Regions from separate parts of the Danio rerio genome. Here region 1 is linked to region 2. Evidence: chromatin contacts called from public HiChIP or PLAC-seq data. All regions are on one chromosome and are shown on one strand. Each heading gives the region's core, a stretch centred on a gene start, on an enhancer-like site or on the middle of the called end of the contact. The rest is flanking DNA. Distances are from core to core; before and after follow the strand shown. Region 1 overlaps tnrc6c1 (trinucleotide repeat containing adaptor 6C1). Region 2 holds the start of tnrc6c1 (trinucleotide repeat containing adaptor 6C1).

Region 1 (6,407 bases), core at 2,465-4,964, 55 kb after region 2:
GATCACATATTAAGTCTTTTGCGCGCACAAGTTTACTATTTCCAATGGAGGTGCATATTGGGAGCGATGCGTTCCCAAGTGCATGTATTTGAAAGTATGCTGCGAGCGCAACGTGAGTCACATGACAAGAACTGACCAATTAGCTTCATACTTTGCATAAAATATACACATTTCAATTATTATTCTATTCTATTATTTATTCTTATTTTTATTAATTCCTTTTTTTATTCTATGTTCTTTCATTTATTTTTAGTGTAAAATTATTGGGGTTTTTTTAAATGCAAAAAAATTTTTTTTTTTTTAACTCTAAAGAGAAATGGACTACTGTTTGTTTTTATTATTATTTTATGCTGTTTGAATTGGTTACTGAGCATCAATAAATAACTCTAAAATATAAAAGTTTTCATGTAATTTTCTAGATTAGTAGTGTTTTGAAATGAATGAATGCATAATTATTGTGGTAACTGTTGTGGTAATGTTCCTAGACTAAAATACAAGTGTACAATGTACAAGCAAAATCTATAATCGTTGCATTCCTATACACTACAGTGCAATATATAGGAGCAGATGTAATTGCATAACTTAGTCTGGATACTTATCATATTATTAATATTATTATAATAATAATACTTAATAAAATAATATGTTTTGCCCTAATTTTAAGACAGCATTGCATTTATGGCAGTCCCAGAATGTATATTGATGGTTTTAAAACCTACCTATGCTTCCATTCCTTTTCCTGCTGCCTGCCGCCTGCTGCCTCTCCTTGTTGAGTTGGCTTTTGTGTATGTTTTGAGCCGGCACGTGCACTGAGCTGTGGTTCCGCTGGATGTTACTTAACGCACATTGCCTAGCGAGTAATAAGAGCTCCCAGCTTTCTCTGTGTGTGTGTTTTTACAGGAAGCCGCTGGAATGTAGCCGAATGGCCCATAGCTCAGCTTTAAGCCAGCAACAGCAACACAGAGGCTGTATTCATTTAGCTTGTCACTTTTGCTCCCCCCATCTTTCCTACAGTCATCGCATGGCTATCTAATGTAAAATGGCCCGTGGGACGGAAATTATTTTCAACCTATCATCAGAAATCAATGGTTTTTAACTTTTTCGCATGGCCTGATGCCCCACTTCCAAGTGATTTCTGAAAGAGTAGCATTTTTTATTATTGAATACAGTGAAAATGTCAATATTGAAGTAAATTTCAGTTTTAAATAAAGACTTTCTATTAAAGTGTATTGAAAAAATGAGTGTTTCTTAGATAAGCAAACTTTAAGCAGCAATTAATGCTACATCCTTCAATGTCACCCCATCTTTTAGAAATCATTTTAATGAAACCCATTAAAGCCATAATTAATTCTTTTACAGAATACCTTGAAATTAGATTTTTTTTAAAGAAGAGTGTTTAAAAAAATTTTAAATAAATTATAGCATAGTATTTCATATTATTAATAAAAGTTTGACTATTTAATATATAAAAAAGTCCAAACTTTCAGTTTATTGAATCCTTAATAAAGGAAAGTATTTATTTCAGAAATTAGTCTTACTGTCTCCAAACTTCAATGGGAAAACATGTCAAAAACAACTTGGTGTCTTATTTTGCTTTTGGCTATAGTTAAAGTTAGATAGAATCCATAGTGCCTGATTGAGTGTTATTTCTATTACTGACATATGTACTAGGGAACCATCTCAGCCTCTTATAGTCACAGGTGACTCTTTTGGATCTCTGTGGTCTGATTCATCAGATAGAAATATCTGTCAACATTGTTCAGTTTCTTTTAGTACTCCAGCTTGCAGTATTAGGGGATTATGGGGTATATATGGTTGTCTTGAGTCAGTATTTTGCAGTTTAGTTTGATGCTGTCAAAGGCAAGCTCTTGAATCGCATTTTTCACCTTTAAAAGTGCAATATGTAATTGTGTTCAGAGTAGGGCTAGGAGATTTGGCCTAAAATCTAAATCTCAATCAATCAAACATTTTACCTGGATTATGGTTAATGAATTTAATTATTTATTTATTTATTTATTTATTTATTTTTTTTTTTTTTGCCGTCATATTTCACTGACAGCTTTTGTACAGCAAATATGCTCACATATTACAACTGAGACATTTCTGAATGAAGCATTACTTGATTTTTATATAACTGAAGGAAACACACTATCTACTTTCTATGATTATTTATTAAACATCCGTGTTGAATCACTGAAATGAAAACACAGTGTAAAACTAAGTCACTTCTTATAAAAAAAGAAAGTAAAAATAAATAACTTGCATTTTGTAAACAAAATAAATTTTAGTGTTTTTTTTCATATTAAAAGTATTAAAAGTATATTTGCATTTATTGCATCTTCTCATGTAAATAAGAATTTTAATGTAGTGGAAAATATGCCATCTGAAGGTATCTCTGGTGCAGCTTCCAATCATTGTCAATGTAGTGCAACTTGTAATGCAACTTGACCTGAGATCAGGTGTGGCTGTAAAGTAGAAAGTCTCTTCACATCCTGATAGCAATTATTCATATATGTGGTTTAAATGTATTTATATGCATTTTAATATCTGTTCAAGGTGTAGGACCAAGTTTATCCAATCAAAATGTGCGGTCTGAACCAAAATATGTACTTGCGTACCTCTGCGCACCCTGTTTACGCAGAAAAGATTACACTATCTGCTCATTCATAGACACTGTTCAGACAAAGAATGGCAGGCAAACATCAATCTACTTTTTTAAAGTTTAATTTTGTAATTAATAACTATACTATTAGTTTTCTCTCTGGTGAATGTTACGTGATGTATTGCAGTGATGTTGTCTAGTGTGCGCATTAGGGCAGCACGATATTGGAAAAATTACACATTGTGATATTTTTTTAATTCTGCGATATATATTGCAATATGAATAGATGACTTGAATAAATGATTGTAAAGAATCTGTAATTTTAGATTCTGTAGGGAAATGCATATAATATAATAAACAATATACAAGCATAGAGAAATAAAAAATTAAAAGTATGCTAATTAAATAAACAGCGCTTTATTGTATTCCGAAGAGTAGAGATGTATTCAGGTATACAGGAATTGAACAATCAAATGTAAAATAATGCTGAATAGTCTTTGTTTTATAAACAATTCAGTAAAATGCATCTTTTTTTAAGTTACAAATGGTACATTTTCTTGTGTCTGAATTCTTTTAAAACCCCCACACAGTTATAGGGCTCAAAAAACACAAACTAAAACACTTATAATATATAATTCAGACTCAACTTTGCATATACTCGCTATGTGACTATTGCGAATAATCACATTGCGATATCCATGCTGAAACGAGTAATTGTGCCAGTGTCTTGCAGATTTTAGCTCCAAACTTGCCTCAACACACCTGCATGAATGTTTCTAGAAGGCCTAGCAAGATCTTGATTAGCTAGCCTAGGTGTGTCTGATGGGGTTGAAACTAAACTTTGAGTTTGGACACCCCTGACATAGACTTTCAGTCCTATTAGGCTGACATTAGCATTTTTTAAAATCTCCTAATGCACCTTTAAGCTCTGGTGTATGTGTTTGGGTTTGGGTGGTTCAGTGCGGTTCTGTGGAGTACTTTACAACTTGCAGCCCTGCTTTGCCTGGGAATTATCAGCTCATTATAGGCCTGTTTGCCTTAGAGAGTCCTGTGTTCTCTTCCCCCAATAAGCCACCAAACAGACCTGAGTGCTGGCACTGGTCCCAGCCACACAAACTTTCTCTCATTCTCTTTTCCTGTCACACCCACACACATTTACATGCATCCTACCAACGCCAACAATGTTGTGACCAGGAAATGAAGTTGAGCTGAGAGAGTCTAGCTTTAGAAATGATAATGAGGATTTCCTCATATTCAAATGCTTTAAAACTCTCAGCTTTCCAAAAGTAATGACATCAAGAGCTAAAAATAAGATTAGACTGCTTTGCTTTAAGGCAAGCTAGAATGGATTTTACAAAGAACACATGCACATTCAAACTCTGAGATAAAAAAAAAATGATAGGTCTGAAATCTTATGACAGAAACATGCTCTGTTTACACTGTTTTATTGGCTGACAAGATAAGTCCTTGTTGTCATGCCTTAGTTCTGTTATTATCTGTTCAAGTCGCCCCCTGCTGTCTGGTTCTGGTGCTTGTCTTGCTCTTGCCTGTTCTGATGTCATATGCTGCCATGGATGAGCACAAGCATGGTTTTGTACATCAAGAGTGATGGATGTTGCATAAGACCCTCGTGCACGCTGCTTCCTCCCCCTACACTCCCACCAAGTATCTTTGCAACTGACAAATGGCTATGTCAGCCAAGCACCCCTATTCTTCACTTCAATGTTCCACTGCTGTTTAGTTGTACATGGATGCATACAAGCACAGGGCATGAATTCATAAGGCAGCATATGGTGCTGTACTTTGGGTCACAGTTTATGTTTCCAGTAACACAGGATATGTTTTTTTCTTTTTTAATAGTTGGAACAATGGAATTGCAGTGGAAAGAACAGAATGCAGTGTCTCAACTTGAGATTTATCCCTGAAAACCAGCAAGATGTGGTGCAACTGCCCATTTTGAAAATTTATATTTTAATTATGAATATAGTGAATATATGAAATGTATTTTTGGTGCATTTGAACAAAACAGATTTATTAAACAGTTATATTTATTAAAATAATAATTTTTACATATTTAGAAACTGACAGATAATACAATTAAGTTCAAGCAAAATATTAATTAACTACAACCTACAAAATTTTTATTTCATTTAAAAAAACAAATAGCTTCTCTTGATTTTTACTCTTTTTTTTTTTATTTGTATTTAATATTTTTCTATAACATATTTTGTTAGATAAGTTCCAGATTTGGCTTCAGTAATGACTAATCTTATTTATATGCACAAATATATTATTGTATAGCCTACTATTAAAAATATTTTAAAAGATTGATTTTCGAGTGGCGTACTTATATATGCTGAGCATGTTGTTTTCATTTTGTGCTAAAACCATAAAAGAAAATACATTTTAAATGTACATTTTGTGTAATATGTGATTCTGTAATTAAATACATTTCTAAATATTAAATAAACATAAATTTAACTAAATTAAAAAAGATGCGTAACTGTAGTTAAAACAAAGATTAGTAAAATTTAAACAGAAAAATAAAATTGATTCCAAATTTTCAAAAATGCAAAGTTTTTTATTAAAACTGAAATCAATCGAATAACTCTACAGATGTCTTTTTGTTTACATAGTACAAAGTTGTGTGTAATTATAATTTGGGGGAACATATTAAGTTTTTTATAAACAGTAAATTGTGGATTTCTTACCAGTTTAGCAATAACGTTAGAACACCTCCAATCATAGCAACAAATGGCATCCTCTTTGTTTTAAAAGATGTTGTTCAACATGACAAGCATATATTTCAGATTTCTTTCTGAACTCATTCTGTTCAAGTCATACTGCTGCATATGTGATAGATGTTCAATAATCATTGTGCAAAAAATTGTGCTTGTCTAGTTGCGGGTTAGTAAATTCAAGGGCTGCTTGATTCTGGCTAAAATGAAAATCACAATTTTTTTTTGCTTAAAATAAAGACCACGATTTTCTCACGATTCTGTAGATGTAAAATAAATCGAGATCACAAATCAACATCACAAATTCTTTCGATTAATTGTGCAGCCCTAGTAAAGTCCCATCTTTTTCTCTTCCCCGTGTGCATCGTGCTGTCTGGAGAGAGTACTCTGGCACTCTTAGTATAATAGTTATAATAGGCACAAATAAAATCAACCCTTTAGTGTTTTGCTTGTGAAAGCAAACACATTTATATTTTCTTGTTTGAGTTTTTGTAAAGGGTCATTTGCAGACAAGGGAATAATCAATAATGAGGCTTTTATTACATCACTGCATTTCTGGCTAGAAAAAGCTAACATTGAGTTGGAGTATAATAAGAGTCTGTTCTCTTCGGACTTTGGTGTATTGTGTACATGGGAGGCTCTGGGATCATTTGTAAACAATGCCCTCCTTGATGCCAGGAGCTAGTGTGCTTCTGTAAGTGTTCATCTTGTTTTGCGAATTTCTATCTCCAGTGCTGGAGCCATCCCTTCTTTTCTCCCAGCATGCATGCTTTCCGGTTGTCTTTCTCCTCTGCATCATTAAAGCATGGGCACACACTGCATAGACATTTAGCCCTTGGCTACCTGCCTGCCTCTATGTGAGCTTTATTTGGTGCGTTTATCCTGTTTCCTATTCATGCTTTGAAGTGTTGTTTTCCTGTAAACTTGGTGACAACAAGCTACCACTTCACACACACCCACCGTACATTTAATATTACAAGAAATCAAGCAGTACACCAGGAGCTGTGTGGACGTTTCTGTGTTTGCAGTCCTGGCAGTGCAGCCTATGCTCTGAGGCTGGCTCGCTT
Region 2 (6,217 bases), core at 861-3,360:
AAGCAGGAGTGGGACAGAGAGGGATCGGTGTTCCATTGTGAAAATGTCCCCAGAAACCTGACCATACTAGCATGCACAAATTATTTTTAAGCCATATTTCTTTATGAAACTTCACATGTGTATGAGACATTCTACCAAAAAACGTTTTTAGTTTTAAATAATTAAAAACATGACAGGGCCTGACTTAAGCTTGCCATACAAAACATGCATAAAATCATACAATTCAATGGTAGAATGCATCCTTGATCACTGTCAGCTTCTTCTCGGTCAAATCATGCCACTTCCGAGTCATGGCCTTAAACATGTAATGCACGCATTTTGTTAGATTTAATGCAAATGTGACAGTACTGAACAGAAACACGGGAACAATTGTACATTTATTATTATTATATATTTGCAGTAATTATTTGTAGAATCTAATTAAAATAATATGTTTCTAACCAATTGATGTGAATGATAACACCTTAAACTTGCTATTTCTGAAGCATTTTTTGTTTCCAAATAACAGTTTTTAGCTTAACAAAACTATAAAAGCTGTCGGTTCAACTGGGCTGAGGACATGGACAATGACAGTTTGTGTCTGTAAAGTGCTTTTAATAAAGAACAAAAATCTGAGAACCAGATAAATGACATATTCCTTTACAAAACAACTCACAGAAATCAACCATTAGTCCATTTTAGACATTTTTGGAATGAAATACACTTTATTCACTGTATTTATGACAGATAATGTACGTTTCTAGTAGAATGTCCCATATACAAATGATGTGCATGTTACCGTTGAGTGATGTGTCTTAAATTATGAGGCACATATTTTGCAACCAGGTTATGAGCTATATGGTGTTTTCCACTGTTGGGTTGTGGCTGGAAGGGCATCCGCTGTGTTAAAGATATGATGGACAAGCTGGTGGTTCGTTCCACTGTGACGACCCCTGAATAATAAAGGGACTAAGGTGAAAAAAATGAATGAATGAGCTATATTATGAGATTTCAGATTAATTGAGTGCTTTAGGGAAAGCACATTAGAAAAGACTGTTTACACAATAAACCAGAGTGTTTATTATTATTATGACATAAACTAAAGGGAGGGTGACAGTGGCGCAGTGGGTAGCATGATTGCCTCACAGCTGGAAAGTTGCTGGTTTGAGCCTTGGCTGGGTCAGTTGGCATTTCTGAGTGGAGTTTGCATGTTCTCCCTGTGATTGATTGGATTTCCTCCGGGTGCTTCGGTTTCCCCCACAGGTCCAAAGACATGCGCTATAGGTGAATTGGATAGGCTAAATTGACCATAGTTTATGAGTGTGAATGAAAGTGTGTGGGTGTTTTTCAGTGAAGGGTTGGAGCTGGATGGACATCCGCTGTGTAAAACTTGTGCTGGATAAGTTGGCGGTTTATTCCGCTTTGGCGACCCCAGATTAATAAAGGGACTCAGTTGAAAAGAAAATGAATGAATGAATGAATGAATGAATGAATGAATGAATGAATGAATGAATGAATGAATGAAGGAATGAAACTTATTAAGAACAAATGAAGGGTGAAGGGAATGTTTCCATTTAACCATTGCTATTGGAAGAACACTTTTATTTGCAGTTAGGATTTTCCTAATATAATTGTTATAAAAACATCTATACACGATAGAAAGGCCCTTAATAGTAAGCTATCCAGTTAATAAGTTAACTATAATTAACATGAGTATAAGCCATGTCTATTGGCTAGCTGAAATAGCGCCGTCTGGTGGAGAAACGACGACTTCACCAAAATCAGATTTGATGCGGGACGTTAAACTCCACGACTAAAAATGGATGTAAGGTTTCTTTAGAACCGCTTTGATATAACTACATTTTAAAGCACTGCTGAGAAAGCCTTGTTATTGATTAATAGGACGAGAGACACACCAGAGATAGCTGCTGCCGCTGCTGCTGCACGTCAGCCAGTGTTGTTGGTGGATGGAGGTGGTTCCTGACCCTCGTTCTCATAGCAACAGTGAAGGTGGAGCGATATATTTTAACGGAGGGGTTGGATTGTTTGTGAGTTGACGTCACGTGACTTGTCGCTGGGGAATGGGGGCACTTCCTGTTTTACTCTGCCGAGACTTGAGCCGCTGTTGTCAGTTTCAACAAAATGGCTGCTGGAGCGCCACAAACGAAATCCCAGTGAACGCTTCACGTCAGTGCAGAATCGTTTCAAATGGATGCATTGGAATTTCCGAGCATTGGGACATTAATTCGTGTGGACTCGTTTGCATACGTGTTATCGAGCTGAAAGGCATGCTGAAAGATTTCCCTTTACGCACTTTATATACATCCAAAAGCATACTAAAGCTCAAACTGCCAGTGCGCGCGCGTCTGTGAGGGTGCGCGCGTGAAGCTGCTTCTTAAAATCGCCGAAATGTTACACTTGATCAACCTTAAGCTTGCTCGCTGACGTGCAGAATTGTCGTTTAATGTCCTTTTCACTGTTTGCACTGGTATTTGTTTTTAGAGATTGTTTCTTTCCCCCCTCTGGATAAATTCCACTGCATAATAAGAGGTGAATTCCTCAACTGGAAAGTCAGGCTCGCCATTGCAGTTCACTGCAAGAGCGAGAGAGTCTGACTGCGACTGAATATATCTGATCTGTGTCAGTACGGGTATCGACAACATCCTCCTTCACCATGCAGCTTATGCACCCCATCTGAACCGCAAACTGCAGTTGCTCCGTGTGCGAAATAAAGGTAAGATAAGGCTTTTTGATAAATGTTTTAATGTTTACGTGGGCGGGGTGTGCTTGTTTCTGTTTACAGTGGCAATGCGTCATTTTAGGATTCACTTTCGAGCCTTTATAGTATTTTGACAGCCAGTGACATTCTATCCAGAATTAGAGACACCACCAAAAGCAGACATACGCGCAGGATCTTTAACAACGTGCGGTCTTTTTGTTTTGGTGGCTGGAAATAGCTTACGTGTGCAAATGTTTACTCCCCCGTAAATCAACATTGGCCCATTTTCTAAACAGATATGCGGGATAAGCATCTTTTCTATCGGATTCAATTCCTGCTCAAGATCCATAATGTTAGTCTATATGACTTGTGATTTGTGTATTGCGTTTAGTTAACGCTAGAGTTTGATTGTGTGTTGTGTAAATACATGTGTCCAGTGTTTGCTGGGAGTCCCGTCACATCTTTTTGGTGCTCAAAATGTTGTTTTGGAGGCATATCTCGCTGGTGTTTGAGGTTATGTTGTTGTTGTGGAGAGTCGCGCTAACGTTAACGACAAACCCCGGGCGACGAATTTATAGAGAAAGAACTGCTGTGATTGTGATATTTATGGGTCTTTGGATTAGAAATAACCCTTGCATGTCTGACCAACGCGTCTCCCTTCACTGTGCGCTCGAGGCTCTGTCATTTTGATATTGACGGCAAGATTCAGGCTTATCAAATAAAATAAAACTAGCGTTTAGTAATTATTACGAGACTGTGTCTAAGTTTCCATCGAAACGTCAGTTAACGTTACTACGTCATCCTGTTGTTATTGCTACGAAATTCACAATAAACAGAAGTCAAACAATTTAAGCTGTCAGAGAATGGTTGTCAGTGCTTATTTTCTTTTTCTAGAGTCTTTATTAATACTGAATGTCCACCGCCTGATATATTCACCAATACTGTGCTCCCAAATGTAGCTACGTACGTTTTCACCTCAAAGCAGGATCCCGCTAACGTGCTTTCCGTCTGAGGACAGCACCAATGTCAAACGTCCCCATGACTGTTCATGTGGTGCAGTTGCTAATTTGGCAAGGAGAGTTTCTGCTCCCCTCCCAGGGTCAGGGGGCCCCTGTCAGAGGCAGACCTTTGAAAAGGGCTGTGTGTTCTCCAAGAGTGAAAAAGGGTCAGACAAAAAGAGGCCACTTAATGCTCAGATTACCATAAAGCTTAGGTCACATTGCCTCTCTCAGCTTGTTCTTATGGAGCCTCACCAGCATTATGTGGCTAGGGATTTGCACTGTGTGGCTTCACGTTTGGTCATTTATTGCTAGTGAAATGATCATGTCTGCTGTGTGATTCCTGTGTAAAAGTTCCTGTATTGTGACTGTGGCATTTTGAGCAAGACCATAATAACCACAGATCAAACCACTAATTGCATCTCTTAGGTCAGTGTCAGGATAGACTAGTTTTTGTAAAAAGCCAAAACCTTAAAAATAGAGTCACTGTAATATGAATGAAATGTGTCTTCTGTCCAAACCACAGTTGGTAAAGTGTTGAGTATTGTTCAAGTAAAACTGTGCCACAATTTATCAAATTGCTTTGAAGGCAGCATTAGCTTGCACCTGTTTATCTCTTTGTGTATCCTGCAAACAACTGTTATTTTCTTTTCCTTTTGTGCATGTGCAGTTTTCTGGTAAAAACATTTTACATTTGCAAGTGTACATTCGCACATGTAAGATTCACTTCAGGATCTGTATTTAAAGCCACAATAGAGGATCCCGTCTGAGCTTCCAGTATCAGTCTACGCTAAAGGAAACATTCACTGTTGACATATTTTGCTGAATGAATCTCTTATCGGGTTTTACATTCTTTATAAATTATCTTGAAATTATTTTGTTTTCATTAGTTTTTTTGTTTAACCAGTGGTTTATCTTTTATGCTAAGTGTACAGGCAAAAAGTGTTTTTTACATTAGCTATGTTTGCATCCACCTATTTACACATTTTGTATATGCACATAAAAAAGTGATGAAAACGAAAGGATGCGCAAAAGTTTTGAAAATGCGGTTAAAAAACATATGCACATAACTAAGTAGGATAAAGTTTATATTCGAAAAGAAAACATGCGCAAAAAATGTGTGGAAACACATTTATCGATTTTAGTTAATCAGGAAGTGTCGATTTTGTTCTCTTTAACTCATTGAATGGAAACGCTGCCTTCTTCTTTTTTTAGGCTCCCTAAACAAAATTTGAATGAAAACTGTTTTTTTTATGCTTGTGGTGTGAAAAACCAAAAAATTAATCAAAAATCTAAAAAAAAATGTAAAAAGTTTTTTTCCCCCAGTCTTTCGTTGATAAATATTGTTTATAAAACCATCAATGCCAATAGTATATTATTGATATTTTTTTTTTTATTTGCACAGAGGTTTTTGAAAACCTTTATGTCTTGTCAAGTTTAATATCTACAGTCAAATTCAATCATTTTGTTTATGCCAATCAGTACTGAAGATTGCGCCTGGATCTTTTTATCCGATGCTTACTGGAAAAGTTTTTAATTATGGAAAATAATAATTCAGAGATGTTTCTTTCTTCGAAATCTTAAGTTACAGAAATGATAGTCTTTTGTTTTTCTACAGGTAGTCTCCAGAATTCTGTTTTCTGTTCTGTTTTCTTCTTCATTCTCGCAGGTCTGATTTAAGGAGGTTAATGTTTTGAACTTTCAGGATGTGTTTTTGGCATAGGCATTACATTCTTGTTGGATTGGTTGAAAACCGCAGACTAGAGGGCCGTTCAGATGGGTCTTACAAGGGCAAGTTCGTCATTCTGAGACACAGTGTAGCAGTTCTCTGAATTCATTAACCTTTTAAGAAGACATGTTTTATTTGCAGATTGCCACATTTCACCTGCAAGTTGCATGCAAAATGGTAGTCCTTCGTTGCAGTTATGGAGCATAGACTTTCTTGTCAATCAAGCCTATCGGGATGTCTTAACTTCATACATCTTAATTTTCACACGGGTTGGAAATGGAAACTATATGTCTATTGGCTCATGGAGCATTTAAGACTTGCTTAATGTATCGTAGTAGTTTGATCGTCAATCTGCAACATTCATGTTTGTGGTATTTAAAGTATTTGTGGCTTATTTATTTTGGCCAGCAGCCGCCCACTTAGGCAGGAAGAAACGCTTTGACATGTAAAGCTAGCCACAGTCTGTGGTATTTCAGGGTGGGTAAATCTGTGTAAAAAAAGTATCCCACAATAATAGATTGGCACAAATAAATATTATTCTGAATAAGCTCTCATGACAGTCTCCTTGAACTGTTGAAATGTGTTTAGACTTTGCAATCATTGTAAAAGTCATCATTCCAAAAGTAGCTACTATTGATTTTCAAAGCCAGATGCATTTTTATGATTTTGAAATAAATATTTTATGCTGGCCAAGGCTGCAGTTATTTAAACATACTTAATGCCCATGCAGTGATGATATTAATGACATTAAATGTTCATGTGTGTAATATTACAGGTTTAAGGAACTTTTGA

Evidence for each region. HiChIP or PLAC-seq counts read pairs in DNA pulled down with a chosen protein or histone mark.
Region 1: an H3K4me3 HiChIP or PLAC-seq map of pancreas shows a contact between it and region 2, with 3 times the contacts expected there. The contact joins the enhancer-like site here to the promoter of tnrc6c1 in region 2. A contact is called at or near these places in 7 of 18 Hi-C or Micro-C datasets (caudal fin, embryo, hematopoietic stem cells and 1 more) and 4 of 4 datasets of contacts at active chromatin or transcription factors (caudal fin, embryo, gastrula embryo and 1 more).

Annotation. Positions count from the first base shown.
Region 1 is chr3:33,134,753-33,141,159 of GRCz12tu, reverse strand. All of the region lies in intron 3 of tnrc6c1 (trinucleotide repeat containing adaptor 6C1), which reads left to right. Among named protein-coding and RNA genes, the nearest start is that of znf207a, 50 kb to the right of the region's middle. Within about 2 kb of position 3,714, at least 20 of the 62 cell types and tissues checked have an H3K27ac peak or open chromatin away from gene starts, as enhancers often do. A contact at or near this core is called in caudal fin, gastrula embryo, pancreas and 1 more, where this site is marked.
Region 2 is chr3:33,187,962-33,194,178 of GRCz12tu, reverse strand. tnrc6c1 (trinucleotide repeat containing adaptor 6C1) reads left to right here and starts at 2,110. Exons shown (of 21, transcript XM_073944712.1): 1 at 2,110-2,713.